Regions from separate parts of the Hordeum vulgare genome. Here region 1 is linked to region 2. A link is a contact called in public Hi-C data. All regions are on one chromosome and are shown on one strand. Each heading gives the region's core, a stretch centred on a gene start, on an enhancer-like site or on the middle of the called end of the contact. The rest is flanking DNA. Distances are from core to core; before and after follow the strand shown.

What was found. A called contact is a pair of places that touch in the nucleus more often than the background predicts.
Region 1: a Hi-C map of leaf shows a contact between it and region 2, with 4 times the contacts expected there. The contact joins the promoter of LOC123402253 here to the promoter of LOC123405166 in region 2. A contact is called at or near these places in 2 of 6 Hi-C or Micro-C datasets (both in leaf) and 1 of 1 datasets of contacts at active chromatin or transcription factors (embryo).

The regions. Positions count from the first base shown.
Region 1 is chr6H:189,612,290-189,614,989 of MorexV3_pseudomolecules_assembly, reverse strand. LOC123402253 reads right to left here and starts at 1,355. Exons shown (of 5, transcript XM_045096146.1): 1 at 969-1,355. The coding sequence starts at 1,027.
Region 2 is chr6H:189,294,197-189,296,896 of MorexV3_pseudomolecules_assembly, reverse strand. It overlaps LOC123405166, which reads right to left and starts at 1,417. Exons shown (of 1, transcript XM_045098963.1): 1 at 618-1,417. The coding sequence starts at 1,331. The coding sequence ends at 822.

The DNA of each region.
Region 1 (2,700 bases), core at 106-2,605, 320 kb before region 2:
AAAATGTCTTCTTTTTGTACTTCAGTAATCAACAAAGATTATACCATATTGATATTTGAGCACATGGCAAACATCAGCAACTACGACGCGTTCCCCGTCAAATTTGGGAAGTTGTTAGCTACATATGTTGAAGTTGAATCTATGCATTTTGCAAAGGAAAAAGATATACGAGTACATGATAATACTCTGCAGTATACTCACATTCTTAATCTTAAGCCTAAGTTTGTTTAGAAATATCAGCTAATCTGAGCAACCAGTTACACGACTGATAATTTGTCTTTTCTATTTCCGCAAGCAAATACAAAATTCAATATTACTCTACCAAGCAAAACATCAATACAGGTTTCCCTGCTCCGTGCAAGAAGATTTATGCTAAACCTTCCTAGAAAGCCACTATCTGGAAGCTTCGGGGGCAGGAAAGAACAAGGAGCTACAAGGAACCTAACAGCAGACCAAAAGTAAGTCTACAAACAGCCTTGCTGGGAAACCACCGAACATTCTTTGGGCAGGTAATGACCACAAAGACATGGTACCATATGAAGCAATCATTCAGGTCGAGTTCAAACAACTGACCCCTCCAATTATTTCTGACCGACAGGAGCTGATCGGGTAAATGAATACAGAGACCTTAAATGCATGCGTGAAACCTGTCTAATAACAGAGATCATTGCAGATTGGTACCGCTATCATGAACACGTTTCATCATACGAACCGCAGCGCCTACACGACAATTAAAAAAAAAAATCACCTTGGTCTCATCGCGCAGACTAGCTCTGAGAAACTACCGAGAATCACAAAATCATCCGGACCAAACGGGAGCAGCGATCCACTTCCCGCGCGATACGATACAGGTCTCCTCTAATAACCTGAGACGGAGCAATCGCGCGGCGGCAGAGTGCCGAGCTGACAAGAAGATGGCGAGCGAGAGATGCAGCGAGGTGGATAGATAGGCAGGTAAGGAGTCGTACCCCACGCAGGCGACGAGGCGGCGCACCCACGAGGAGAGCGACCCGCAGCCTAGCAGCATAGCATCCGGTTCGCCGTCGAAGGAGGCCCACGCACGGTCCCCAGCCCCGCCGACGCCGCCACCGATGCAGCCGGCGCAAACCCTAACCCTAGAACCACCCGTACGTCCGGGGGATCGGCTACCTCGCCTGGGCTCGCACGCACGCGCGCACCGTTGCTCTCAGTCGCTTTTTTTTTCTCTCCTTGGATTGGAATTTGGAATTCGATCGAGGGGAGGAGGTCGGGGGGATTAGGACATTATTAGGTGGCGGCTTTCTTCCCCCTTATCTGCTTTTTGGTTTGGGCGCGGGGTGGGGGAGAATCATTGCAGTTGGTTGGCGTTGCTGTGCTAGCTTCTTCTTTTTTCTTTTTTTCTTTTTTTTGAGCTAGTACGTTGCGTTGCTAGGCTAGCTAAGCTAGGCGCCCGGCAGGGGGAAATCCCGCGTGCAAGTGGCTGGATTGCTCCGCGTGTGCAGGGCGGAGGGAAAGTGGTAGAGCCCGTGCGAGGGTGACAGGTGGGGCCTACCCCGGGGATTCGTTGGAGCCCGGATCAGTCGTCCTCGCTAGGATTACTTGTTTTGAGGGGACGATTGCGTTTTCTAAGGTTAAGAACAGGTGCAATAAGGTGACATAAACAGGTTATAAGGACTAGTAAAAGGGTCCGTGCGTTGTAACGGGAGAAAAAAATACCACACGCTTTTAATCTTTTATAATCATTTTGATTTATGAAAATAATAAGCTAACTAACTAATGTAGTCAGTCCTATCTTATTTTGTTGAGAAATCAACCCGTCCATTGTTAATTCCACCATGATGAGAAATTAAGCGGGACAAGCAAAGCAAAATAAAGAGGCTACGTGAATTGATCAAGGGACTGTTATCTTATTTCACTCATGGGGTAGAGAATGTGGGATGAGATGACAAACTAAAGGTGGTGTTCCATTCTCTCTCTCTATAACAATGCAATCTTACATTCAATACATTCATTCATCAGCAAACAAATTCCCACAAAACAAAATTTCTTGTCGGTGCTTGGCACACGGTTGGAGGCATGGGGAGGGGATCTCACGAGATGATGAGTTCCTGCCGGAGGAGGGGATACGATGAAGGGAGCAAGAGTTAGACGCCTCTATCTGGCCATAAGGAGTCGCCGTTGCCGCGTCATAACCTCGGAGTTCCCCGTGTGAGCCATGGAGGCCCGCCTCCACCTGCAAGTACTTCGCTCCGCCGCGCCTTATCCGCGCGCCGCCGCCGTTCTGCATCGAGCAGACGCATCATCCCAAGTCGCTATAGCTGTCGCGTTGATTTGATTCAGAAGCTGTGCTTGAGCGCCGAAACAGAGGCAGCAAGCGGGCAGAGGTACGACCGCGGAGGCGGGCGAGTTGAGATCGACGACAATGGTGATTGAGGTCGGCCGCGGCGACGAGTGGTGTGGCAGTGGCCTGGGCACATGCTAGGGTGGACCAGGGTCGACGCGATGCGCTCGAGCGTCGCAACGGGGGCAGTGAGCGGGGAGAGGTACAGCCGCGGAGGCGGGTGGGTTGAGATCGGCAGCAGTGGCGGTTGAGGTCGGCCGCGGCGGCGAGTGGTGTGGCGGCGGCCTGGGCACAGGCCAGGGTGGCCCAGGGTCGACGGGACGAGGCGATGCGTACGGGTATAATTTTTGCAGCGAATCGTTTTTTTCTTTTGCGTTGCA
Region 2 (2,700 bases), core at 168-2,667:
CGCCGGGGCCTTGTTGGCCGGAGGCGCCCGCTTGCATTTGAGCACGACCTTCTTCTTCGCTGCCTCCGCCACCTCGGTTTCACCAATATTGTCGGCGTCCCTATACCGAGCGGGAGGGTGAGCTTTAGGGTGACCGACCCCCTTGGTGGCGGCAACGGTGCCGGCGGCAACGTGCGCGCCACCCTGCACGATGATGTTGCCGAGGCGCTTGCGAGGAACGGCGTTGGAGGAGGCTTCTCGCGCGGCCCGGAGATGGCCGGCGGGGAGATCCACCGCGGTTCCGCCCGCCATTGATTTGGCTACCTCTACTTCCACGGTGACGAGCGCGGGGTCAGGGGTGTCCATGGCCGCGCTGGAGGGTCGCCGGGAGCTCGGCCGGAGCGGGGAGGTGAAGATCCTCGGCGACGGGGGAGAGGAAAGGTGAACTGCCGCGGTGAAATGTCCCTCCCGCTAAATCGATCTAGAATAGAGGTCGCCGCCGGGTCGACCACGCAAAACGCGATTTTGACACTTCCGCGGGGAAAAGTGTCGCCCCCTCAAATTGTTTCGCAGGCCGGTCACTTTTGCGGTGTCTGGTGTGCGTGCGTTTTCGGTTCGAAACGACAAAACGGTGGTTATTTTATAGTTTTTGCGAAAATGTGGGATCTTATAGAGATGCTCTTAGGCGGTACTACCTCCTTCCGGGATTAGACGTTCTCGATATAACCTGAATTAAAGATTCTCCATCGAGACTAGAACAACAGAAGAAACACAATTCGCTAATACGGTGTACTTAAGCATGCAACTCCCAAAAGTTCAACGTAGCAAGCTGCATCAGTGCATCAGCAAACGCGCAAACTCTCCGTCCTCCACACTCTGTTCATTCTCTGAATGAACTCCTCTGCTCTCATCATGAGTTCGTCCTCCTCGTCCCCGCGTCTCTCCTCCTCTGATGATGATGACGAATCAGCAGCAATGTGCACGCCGTCTCGTCCACTACACTTTTCTCTTGCCTGTGGCCGACGGCTGGCCGCGTCAACTTCGCCTGCTTCCACGAAGCATTGTTCTGCGCAGCCGCAGTCGCTGCCGCCGATGGCAGTGGCAGTGACGGGGTCATGGTGGTGTTCTCCATCTTTCCTTTCGCCTCCATGTGTTTGAGCAGCACAGGGCGTCTCAACTTCAGAACCTCCCGTGATGCGCTCCTTGGCGCGACCCTTATCGTTAGGTGTGCGGCCGCGGGTGCCGAGGAGGAGGACGGCGATGACGACATGGGAGAGGCAGAAGGCCACAAGTAACGGGCTGGAGGACGCCCAGACAGTCACCAGCTCGACCGTGGAGTTTATGAGTAACATTTTACTATGTGTTTCGGAAAGGGAAGATATACTGGCAAAGTAAAAGAAGTCTGTAATGGATTATGATCACAAATCAAGAGCCTTTTAGAAGCTGGATCGATGGTGAACGATCTTGGCGACTTGGCCCTTATATCCTCCCGAGTGAATTGTGTGGGGGAAGATTCTGTTGATGAGTCAACACTCAATCAATCGGGGGAACCGCACATGGTGGGTGTGGGACGTGGTGACCCAACTGAAGGACCTTCCTCGGGAAGAAAACCCGTGTGAACGACGCGAGATTTCAGGTCAAGCGTAGTACCAGCGGCCTGTTCTGAAGTCCTCTGGCTCCTGGAAAATGCAAATGGAGCGGAGCCCGGTATTTAAAAAAGATACAAAAATCAATTTTTGATGTTCCATTTTTTTTCCATGGAAACTTATATATGTGAAGTTGATCCAATATATATATATATATATATATATATATGTGTCTCTCTGTGTGTGTGTGTGTGTGTTCCGTACGTACGTGTGAAAATTCTTTTGAAAATACTGTGATTTGTAGGCTTTATAAAAAAGAAAAATTCCAATCCAACAACAAAAAATGGTCCATTTTAAATATATGTATTTGACTTTTTTCTATACGCCATATGTGAAAGTATAAGGTTATGATTTTTTGCAGATGCGTAACATACATGTGTGTCCACAATTTTTTTTTAAGTTTTTCACGTTGAAGAAAACCGTTTTTCAAAAATGAGCTTCATGAAGCCCGGCCTCCAAAAATCCGCACTCACCAGCTCCACGCTTCACAAGCTAAACTCCTTGTGCGGAGCCGAGCAGAACAGAATAGCTGCCGACAAGCTATTTTTTTCTCTGGCTGCAGGTGTAACTTTTTTAAGACAAATCATTTTTCTAGGAAAGGTCACTAAGGGTAAACAATCTCTTTTTCCAGTTATTTTCTTTTCTTTCCTTTTCTATTTTCCTTTTCTTTTACCTTTTTTTAAATATTTTTTCATTTATATTTATTTTTAACTTTACCTTTTCTTCCCATAATTGTTTTAAAAAATATTGATCTGTAATTTCATGTACTATTCTTGTTATAAAAAAAGAATCACAATCTCAAAAAAGTTACATAATTTCACTAAATGTTTTTGGTTTCAAAATTTAGTTGACAATTTCAAAAACTGTTCTGTTTTTCAAATTTTGTTCATAATTCCAAAAACATGTATAGGAATTTCAAAATATTCATGGCTTCAAAATTGAGTTTACAATCTAAATAAATATTCCCTTTTCTATTTTTGGTACAAAATTTCAAAAAAAAATTGGCGGTTTCAATATTATTTTTTTCACAATATCAAAAATTGTTTTTCTGATTTGAAAATTTTATTCAATAATT